Linked DNA regions of Mus musculus: regions 1 and 2 are each linked to region 3. The links are chromatin contacts, called in public HiChIP or PLAC-seq maps. All regions are on one chromosome and are shown on one strand. Each heading gives the region's core, a stretch centred on a gene start, on an enhancer-like site or on the middle of the called end of the contact. The rest is flanking DNA. Distances are from core to core; before and after follow the strand shown. Region 1 holds the start of Tbc1d17 (TBC1 domain family, member 17). Region 2 holds the start of Rps11 (ribosomal protein S11). Region 3 holds the start of Sult2b1 (sulfotransferase family, cytosolic, 2B, member 1).

The links. HiChIP or PLAC-seq counts read pairs in DNA pulled down with a chosen protein or histone mark.
Region 1: a contact with region 3 is called in an H3K27ac HiChIP or PLAC-seq map of double positive thymocytes, with 4 times the contacts expected there. The contact joins the promoter of Tbc1d17 here to the promoter of Sult2b1 in region 3. A contact is called at or near these places in 4 of 115 datasets of contacts at active chromatin or transcription factors (bone marrow-derived macrophages, double positive thymocytes, effector CD8 T cells and 1 more).
Region 2: a contact with region 3 is called in an H3K4me3 HiChIP or PLAC-seq map of bone marrow-derived macrophages, with 6 times the contacts expected there. The contact joins the promoter of Rps11 here to the promoter of Sult2b1 in region 3. A contact is called at or near these places in 4 of 39 promoter capture datasets (hippocampal neurons, liver and neutrophils) and 2 of 115 datasets of contacts at active chromatin or transcription factors (bone marrow-derived macrophages and thymic regulatory T cells).

Annotation. Positions count from the first base shown.
Region 1 is chr7:44,847,526-44,850,478 of GRCm38.p6, forward strand. It overlaps Tbc1d17 (TBC1 domain family, member 17), which reads right to left and starts at 1,554. Exons shown (of 17, transcript NM_001042655.1): 1 at 1,324-1,554; 2 at 911-1,009; 3 at 745-816. The coding sequence starts at 1,344. Akt1s1 (AKT1 substrate 1 (proline-rich)) reads left to right here and starts at 1,699. Exons shown (of 5, transcript NM_026270.4): 1 at 1,699-1,823. Mir707 (microRNA 707) reads left to right here and starts at 2,174; the gene lies at 2,174-2,246.
Region 2 is chr7:45,122,951-45,125,650 of GRCm38.p6, forward strand. Rps11 (ribosomal protein S11) reads right to left here and starts at 1,439. Exons shown (of 5, transcript NM_013725.4): 1 at 1,347-1,439; 2 at 469-600; 3 at 213-288; 4 at 1-8. The coding sequence starts at 1,361. Rpl13a (ribosomal protein L13A) reads right to left here. Exons shown (of 8, transcript NM_009438.5): 8 at 2,613-2,700. Snord35b (small nucleolar RNA, C/D box 35B) reads right to left here and starts at 161; the gene lies at 75-161.
Region 3 is chr7:45,741,052-45,743,886 of GRCm38.p6, forward strand. It overlaps Sult2b1 (sulfotransferase family, cytosolic, 2B, member 1), which reads right to left and starts at 1,427. Exons shown (of 6, transcript NM_001360784.1): 1 at 1,003-1,427. The coding sequence starts at 1,309. It overlaps Gm31597 (a long non-coding RNA gene), which reads left to right and starts at 911. Exons shown (of 3, transcript XR_391433.4): 1 at 911-1,080.

The DNA of each region.
Region 1 (2,953 bases), core at 304-2,803, 890 kb before region 3:
AGCTGTGAGTCTACAGGGGGCACTGATGATGGACAGACAGGGGATACTGTTGAGCAGGGCCAGACATAGGCTCAATGGGTAAGACAGATGGCCTAAGTTCAGTCCAGAGAACCCACAAGGAGAAATGAATGACCCCTCCGAGTAGAACACACACAAATAAGCAAATAAGTCATCTATGGCCAGAAAGATAGTGTAGTAGTTAGCAAGGCTTACTGTACAGTCCCAGAGACCAGAGTTCAGATCCCAGTCCCCACATACCATCCAAAGCTCCAGCATGTGTCTGCAGTGCTGTCTTCTGCATGCACTCACAGGTAGTGCACACACATGCTCACACATTCACACCCCCTCCACACCCCACACAATCTAAATCTTTGCGCTTAGTGAGAGGGTTCTGGACTTGCTGCCAAAACCGGCAACCTGGGTTCAACCCTGGAGCCCACTCGGTGGAAGGAGAGAACCTGCTACCACAGGTTATCCTCTGACCTCCACACACCCACACCGTGGCATGTGAATGCACACACACAATAAATAAATGTAATAAATAAACGTAAAGCAAACAGAGAGGAAAGAAAGCTGCCTCAGACCAAAACTAGGCCACACCCCTTGAGAAGTCTGAACCCAGCAGGGTCCCCTAAGGAGCCAAAAGGATATGGCATTAGGTCATTTCAGAAAGCAAACAGGCTCACAGGTTCCCGAGTACTCCCTGCCTTCCACTAGAGTGGGGAAGAGGAGCGAGTCGCCTACCTTCTTGAAGAGAATCTGGGTTGGGTCTCCAGCCTCCTCCACCGGAGCCCAGTGCAGAAAGACGTCGCTGTCCTGAGGGACATGGGGAGGACTTAGTAGAGTCACCCGAATGCCCCTCATCCCTCAATTCGAAGTTCCCACACATGTCACCTCCATCCCGGCCCACCTTTTCCACCACTCGTATGACGCCGGCGATGAGCGAGTCTGGATCCTGGTGTTTCCGGGCGCTGGTGTGCAGGTACACGCCTCCCTTTTCAAACACCACCTAGTGAAAGCCAAGGGTCTAAGGGAGGCGTTTTCCCCAGGGGCGGGGTCTAGAGCCCCTGACTGACAAGCGGAGATGGGGCGTGGCGAGTCTACAGTCCCGCCTCGCACCCCAGATGGGCGTGCGTTTTCCAGGGGGCGGGGCTAAGGGAGGCTCTCCCTAAGGACTGCGGAGAGTGACAACAGCATCGTAACTAGAAGCTGGTGCTTGCTAAGTTGACTCGGCCTAATCCCTGCACAGCAGAAGGTGGAAGCGGACCATCAGTGGGGGGCGTCTCCTGTAGATGAGCGAGGGAATGATTTCCAAAGTCTTACCCTGTAGCTGGATCCTTCCATTGCCGCCGCGGAGGTTCCACTGCCCCTATCTCCTCCTTTTCCGGGTCAACTTGGTGTCATATCCGGAAAAATAACGCTCCCTTCCAGGCTAGATAGTGGTAGCGTCCCCGAGGTTGTTAAGGCTGCAGTGGGTGAGACCATCTGTTTGAACAGGGTAGTAGAAACTCGAAGACATAGGTCACGAGGTGTAGAACGCAAAGTTGGCAAGGGTCAGCGGGACGGCGCAGGCGCACTGCGCCACTCTCGCCACGAAGTAAACAAGTAGGAGGACCCATGCTCGCAGCCCAACTCGTGATCGCTCGGGAACGCCTCCTTGGCCCTCTCCATATTTTATACTGGCATCGAAGCCAATACTGTGCCGTTTTTCTCGAGGACAAACCAGAGCGGCTTGGTGGAAGCCATGTTAATGCGGGGCACTACCATCTCTTTGCGGGGCACGACGGCGGGGTGCTGGAAAAGCGAAACGGAGAGAGGAAAAGGTGAGAGAAGCGGTATGGCACCAGAGGCGCTGAGGGGCTCGGGATAAAGGGTGAAGCCGTCAGTGCTCCTGGAAACGAAGCTGCCCCAAATTTCTGAGTCACCGTGGAAAGAGGACTGCACCACCATCTTGAAACTGGGCAAACCGAAGCAAGAAACGCTGCCATATTGAATCTTTGCCAGCTTTGTGTTAAAGGGAACGAGCGAGGGCCTAGAGGAGGGGGTCTAGTGTGGACGGAAGGAAGTGTCCATATGCTTTATAGGCATATGAAGCCATACTAACTGCCACGTCGGGACGGGAGCAGACGTTGAATACGAACGAGGGACGTCATGCCGCTTGCGTGTGAGCATGGGCATGCAGTCATGCCGCTTGCCTACGCTTGTGTGAGCATGGGCATGCGGTCATAGTTGTTGCGGGCAATTCGAAACAGTAGCAAAAGTCTTTTGCCGTATTTTCCATCCGTGGGCACCCTTGCTGTCGCTCTTGCCCACGGCTTGCCGACGGAGCTTCTAGTTGCTATTTTGATTTGAGGCATGCAGGATAAGGGAGGGGGAGTGTACACAATGGAGGAGGGGCAGCCACACGGAAATGACGCAAGAAGCCGCCATGCCTTTTGAGGGCGGCGACGGCGCCTGGCCGGCCATGCTGGCTACGGGCACGTGAGTGGAGGCGGCGTTGTGAGCTGGGGTTTGGGGAGGGTCTGGCCTTCCTGAGGTTGAGGGGCAGTGGGAGGGCGAGCCCCCGTGGGAAGGGTATGGACTGCATAGGTCAGGGGGGCAGTGATCGTCCTGCGACTCCTGGCCGACTGCTGAAAGAGCTCACGCTCAACCCCATGTGTCTGACTCGCGACGAAGTGTAGACGAGCTTCACTGCGGGGGTGCCGACGGGCTGGAACCCTCACGCTGGCGGTGAACCATGTCCATACGGCTGTGTGTGCTGGGGGTCGCGGGTGGGTGAGGGGGCGCCCCGGGCGGGACTTCCGGTCCCGATCCCCACCGGGGGCGGGATTTCCTGTTGTGTTCCTAGAGCAGGGGCCTCTCTGGGCTGCGGGCGTGGTGTAGCCCTGGTCGGCGGCCTCACTTCGGTGGTAGGATCCTTCTTGGACGTCCCGCACCGTGTCCCGTGCTGCGG
Region 2 (2,700 bases), core at 189-2,688, 620 kb before region 3:
CACGACACCTGGGAGAGTAACAGAAAGGTGTTAGCAGGTAGGAGTCAGTTGAACGGGGCTCCCAAGAAGCTCCATTTATGGCATCAGCTTTGTCAACTGGCTGTCTCAGCAGTGCCCTAGAGGACATCTGAAGACCATCGTGAGAACAGACATCACTTGCCAGCGCCCCTGGACGCAGGAACCTAGAACCACCCTTCCAACATCCCACTCACCAGACAGGATCCGACCTCGGATGGAGACGTTACCAGTGAAGGGGCATTTCTTGTCTATGTAGGTACCCTCAATAGCCTGCAAAGTTAAGAAAGTGGGGTTTAGATTACCACTTCCTAAACAGAACCAAGGATGACGCCTCAGGGCCCATACTACAATTCCCAGGGGCCCATGGGAAGCCACTGTGAAGGGGGCGGGGTGGCTGTGCTCCCACACGTGCAGGGCAGCAGGGATCTCATCTGCTGGAGGGTCCTGTACCTCTTTAGGCGTCTTGAAGCCTAGACCGATATTCTTGTAGTACCGAGGGAGTTTTTCCTTGCCGGTTTCTCCCAGCAGAACCCGCTTCTTGTTTTGAAAGATCGTAGGCTGCTTTTGGTAAGCACGCTCCGTCTGTAGGGATGAGAATTTGGTGAGGTTGCAGGTAAAGTTCAAGGAAATCAGAGACAATATTTCTTCCTTCCTACCTTCAACCTTATTTGCCCCAATCGCCAAAACCGGCTGGTCAGGGCTCTCCAACCACCCCAAGTCTAGTTTAGCTCACACACTGCGTCCCATCTAACACCTCCACAGCCTGCAGAACTCACGGCTGAGATCAAAAAGAGCTTTTCAGCCAGACTGGACCTCCAAAACATACAAATCCACTCATTCGGGATTCAAGCTTATGTCCACGTAGCCGAGCCTGGTGGGCCGGATCTGTCATCCCGGTTGAGGTTGAGGCAGGATGGCAAGTTTAAGACAAGCCTAAGCTCATCGAGGCCAGAGCTGCGCTCACACTGAAAACTACAGCGAGGTCGGGACCGCAGCCCTGCCGTAGAGCGCACGAGGTCCGGGCCTCAGTCTCCATCAAGGGGAAAAAACCTGCTTTACCCAGTGTCCCCGGCTCTGCCGCCGCAGGACTCCCGCGCCGCAGGATGCCCTCCTCCCGCCACAATCCCTCACCCGTTAAGCTCTGAGCTTTAAGAACCAACTCCCGAAGCGCCAGGGACCCCATTACTGCGTAGAGCCCGGATTTCCGAGCCGCCTGAGACGAAGGCATTCGCAGGCATCCTCGCTTCAGCTAATGCGTAAGACAACGAGGACGCCAAGGGATACGCTCCACACCGAAGCGTCGGGGGAAAGCAACTAAACGCTCGAACCTGAATGTCCGCCATCTTCCCGGCCGCCGGAGAAAGGGAGAGGCAGGGCCGCTCCCGGCTTCCTTATTCACCACGCGAGGTCGGGGCGGAAGTGACGCGGGGTTATCCTCACGGAGGTGGGAGGTACTTCCGGCGAGAGCCCGCGTTCCTGGGACTGTCCGTACGCCGCCATGACGGGGGAGGACTAAGGGGCGGGAAGATCCTATCATCTCGCGAGATTTCAGGAGCACGATGTGGAGGAAACGTGCATCATGTGGTACGGCGAGGCTTAGGGCGGAGAAGGCGTGCCGTACGGGTTGGGAAACACGTGCTGGGATTCAGTTTCCAGAGAGAAGCGGCCGTGCAGAGCGGGTCTCAAGAAAGGGGTGAACCGCTTTACAGCAGAGTATCTGCCATACGATGTCAGGAGCAGCCAGCGTCGACCGAATAGTCAACCTTTCTTCCTTTTATTAAAGGCCGACGTCACCAAGGTCGCATGTCCTTTGTTGACAGTATCTCAGGCTGCGCGTCTACCCACACTTTGATGGGTTTATGTCCTGACTACTCGTGGATGAGTGTCTAACCTTAGGTGACCACCCCAGGTAATAGAGGAACCATTTAGCCAGGTGGCAAAAGCTTGTGTCAGTTTCTCGTATTCACCGTTCTAGCCCTGCACAGATGGGCTAGAACAGTATAAAGCATATTTTCAAAATAGATTGACATTTTGAGTGGTGCTGGATCTTTTTAACCCCAGCACTCACGGAGGCATAAGGACTTGGCTTCCAGGTCAGCTAGCTGTAATAAAAACTCTAGTGGTGGTTAACATGGGAAGCATTTTTAAGATTATATGTAAGTACACTGTAGCTGTTCTCAGATACTCCAGAAGAGGGCATCAGATTTCATTATGGATAGTTGTTAGGCACCATTTGGTTGCTGGGATTTGAACTCGGATCCTTCGTAAGAGCAGTCTGTGCTCTTAACCACTGAGCCATCTCGCCAGCCCCCGGAAGGATTTGATGTTTAAAGAACCAGAAGACTCAGGCGTGGTAAATGCCTTTAGTCCCAGCCTTTGTGTCATGGCCTGACCTCCTACAGTCCAGGTACCAGCTCTTGTATCTTGGTGCTGACTTACAGTAACACCATCTAGGACAGGACCCAAGATGTATATCTGCAACTTTTGAGCAACAAAGCCTATCCCGTGAGCAAGGATTCACCCAAAGGGGCCCCCCATGCAGATGACCTGCTGGTGCCCTCTGCCCCTCTCTGCACAGCACACATCGTACACACTTAAGTCAAATAATTTATTAGCACATAAAATCCTCCAGAAAAATACTGCTTTGTGGTCTGCTGGGAAGGAGCAAGGCAGTGCTCCAAG
Region 3 (2,835 bases), core at 177-2,676:
GTTTGTGATAGATTGTCTTCTTTTATCATTGTTTATTTGTTTAAATATGTTTTTTGTTTATTTACTATTTGTCTCCCCATGTAGCCCTGGCTGGCCTCGAACTCACCTGCCCCTGCCCTCTTAGTGCTGAGATTAAAGACATATGCTGCCCGGGGGCACACTCTTGATAGCTAATTGATAGAGAAGGTCCTAGCCCACTCAGGGCAGTGCCCCTCCTGGGCAGGGGCCTGGGGTTTATAGAGTTAGCTGAGCAAGCTCTAAGGAGCCAGGCAGTCACAGCAGGATCCTGTGTGATTTCTGCTTCTGTTCCTGATTGCGTTGCTTCTCTGTGATAAGGCTGGGGCCTGGAAGTGTAAGCCACACAGGGCCTGTCTTCCTTCGGTTGCTTTTGGTCAGGTGGTCTATTACAGCGACAAAGAGAGAAGCAGAATGCGCAGTGGCTTTCCTTCTCTGTGAAGACTGTGGAGTAGTCTGCATGCGAATTCACACGAAATGAGGAACCTCCTCCACAGACACGCGCGGTTCCGAGAACAAGCAACAGCCAGGGCAGACAGAGCGCTCAGAGAGAGCCAGATTAACCTTCCAGTGGATAAGCAGAGGTTTACCCAGTGACACTGTGCCCAGCAGCACACACCTGCCATTCCAGAACCCGAGACACTGAGACAGCAGGACCAGCTGAGGTTCAAGGCCAGCCTGGGCTACATGAAAACCTTTCTCAACAAAAATGAACAAATTACCCAGCAAACCATGCGCGGCTGGTGGCACTCAGTGCTGTGAAGGCTTGGGAGACAGGGAAGGATTGGGGACACTGTGGCAGCCCTAGAGGGGAGGGGACATTAGCTAGGCCTTCAGAGTCTCCCTGGAGCAGGGACTTAGTGCGCAGTGCAAAGGAAGGTACTGTTAGCAGAGGACAAGCTGCCGGGTTCTGCAAAGCAGGCTCCTCCCCTTCCTCCTCCCTTCTCTCCTCCCTTCCTCCCCAGCCCAGACTAGCACTACCGGTACCTGATTTGGGGTAGGTGACAATGAAGATGTCGTCGTCCCGCACGTTGCTAGTGTTCTCAGCCAGACTGAGGCTCTCCGGTGAGTACATGCCGACAGGAAAAGGGATACCTTTGTATCTGAAGTATTCACCTCCAAAATTCCAGCTGAAAGAGGGGAAGGGCACGTGTAAAGAAGACCAAGGAGGTGGGCAAGAGTCGCAGGGCCCTCCATTCACACGCCAGTGAGGAGTGTCCTTTCTCTGAGCCCCGTGTGTCCACCTGAGGAGTAGATCCACTTCAACTCCACCACAGCAGTCCCGTGATGTCATACTGTCGCCCCCACACTATGGGTGTAGAAAGCTGAGCGTGGAGGGTGGGAGTGACTCGCCCAAAGCTACGCTTCTGGTAGGAGGAAGGGTACTTCATGTCTGCAAAGTGGAGCTAAGTGTTCTCCTTATGTCTATTCCACATCCCAACCCTGGAGGGCGACACCACGTCATCAGGCCATTTTCCGAACGAGGAACCCAAGCCAAAGGTGGCAGGTGCCCCCGCCAACGCTGCACGCTGCAGAGCCCATGTGAGAACCCACGATGACTCACCGAGAAGCTAAAACGATCTAGCTGTTTGTCCCAAAGCCATGACGCATTTACGCAGCCACGAAACCGAGTTTCCAAAGAGAAGACTGAACCTAGACCTTTCAGAATGGTGCAAGAAGTGGTCCACTACGGAGCCCCGCCCCATCCCCCCCCCCCCCGCACTGTGAGCCCCGCCCACAGCCCTCTATTAATTTGTTGGAGACAGAGTCTCACTAAGCTGTTCTGGCTGGTCTTGAACTTTTGATTCTTGTGTGTCAGCCTCCTAAGTAGCTAGGATGACAGATTTGGGCCACCAGGCTCATGTGGGACACATATTTTATCTACTGATTTTTTTGTACTGATGGAGCTTGAGCCTTGATGCTGACACATTAGGCTATCACTCGACCACCACGCTACAACCCTTGGTTTCATGTTTTGAGGGAAAAGGAAACCACAGCATATTGCTTTGTTTTGAAGAAACGCACCCACTAAAAGTTCCTAAGAACAGCCTGGCTTCTGGATGCCGCATCTGCTTCGTTCCTCTGACTGGTGGGACCTCTGTGAGTGAGACCAGTGGATCACATCACGCTGGTCATTCCCAAAGGCTGAGACAGGAGGACAGAGAACTAAAGGCCAACTCCAAAAGTACAGGGAGATTTGGACTCAAAAAGGAAAAGACACTGGGGTGTGGTGGCGCACACTTTAAGTCCCAGGCAGAGTCAGGGAGATCGCTGAGTTTAAGGCCAGCCTGGTCTACAGAGTGAGTTCCAGGACAGCCAGGGCTACACAGAGAAACCCTATCTCGGAAAAAAAAAAAAAAAAAGACAGGGTTTCTCTGTGTAGCCCTGGCTGTCCTGGAACTCACTCTGTAGACCAGGCTGGCCTCGAACTCAGAAATCTGCTTGCCTCTGCTTCCCGAGTGCTGGGATTAAAGGCGTGCGCCACCACGCCCGGCTGAGAAACCCTGTCTTGAAAAACGAAAAAAAAAAAAAAGAAGAAAGAAAGAAAGAAAGAAGAAAGTTTGTAGTGGTAGAGCCCCTACCTAGAATCCCCATTCCAGCTTACACTTCTACATTGCTGTTCATCACTAAAGGAAGTCAGGACTGGAACTCAAGCAGGTCAGGGAGCAGGAGCTGATGCAGAGGCCATGGAGGGATATTACTTACTGGCTTGCTTCCCCTGGCTTGCTTAGCTTGCTTTCTTATAGAATCCAAGACTACCAGCCCAGAGATGGCACCACCCACAGCCCCCCCCCCCTTGATCACTAATTGAGAAAATGT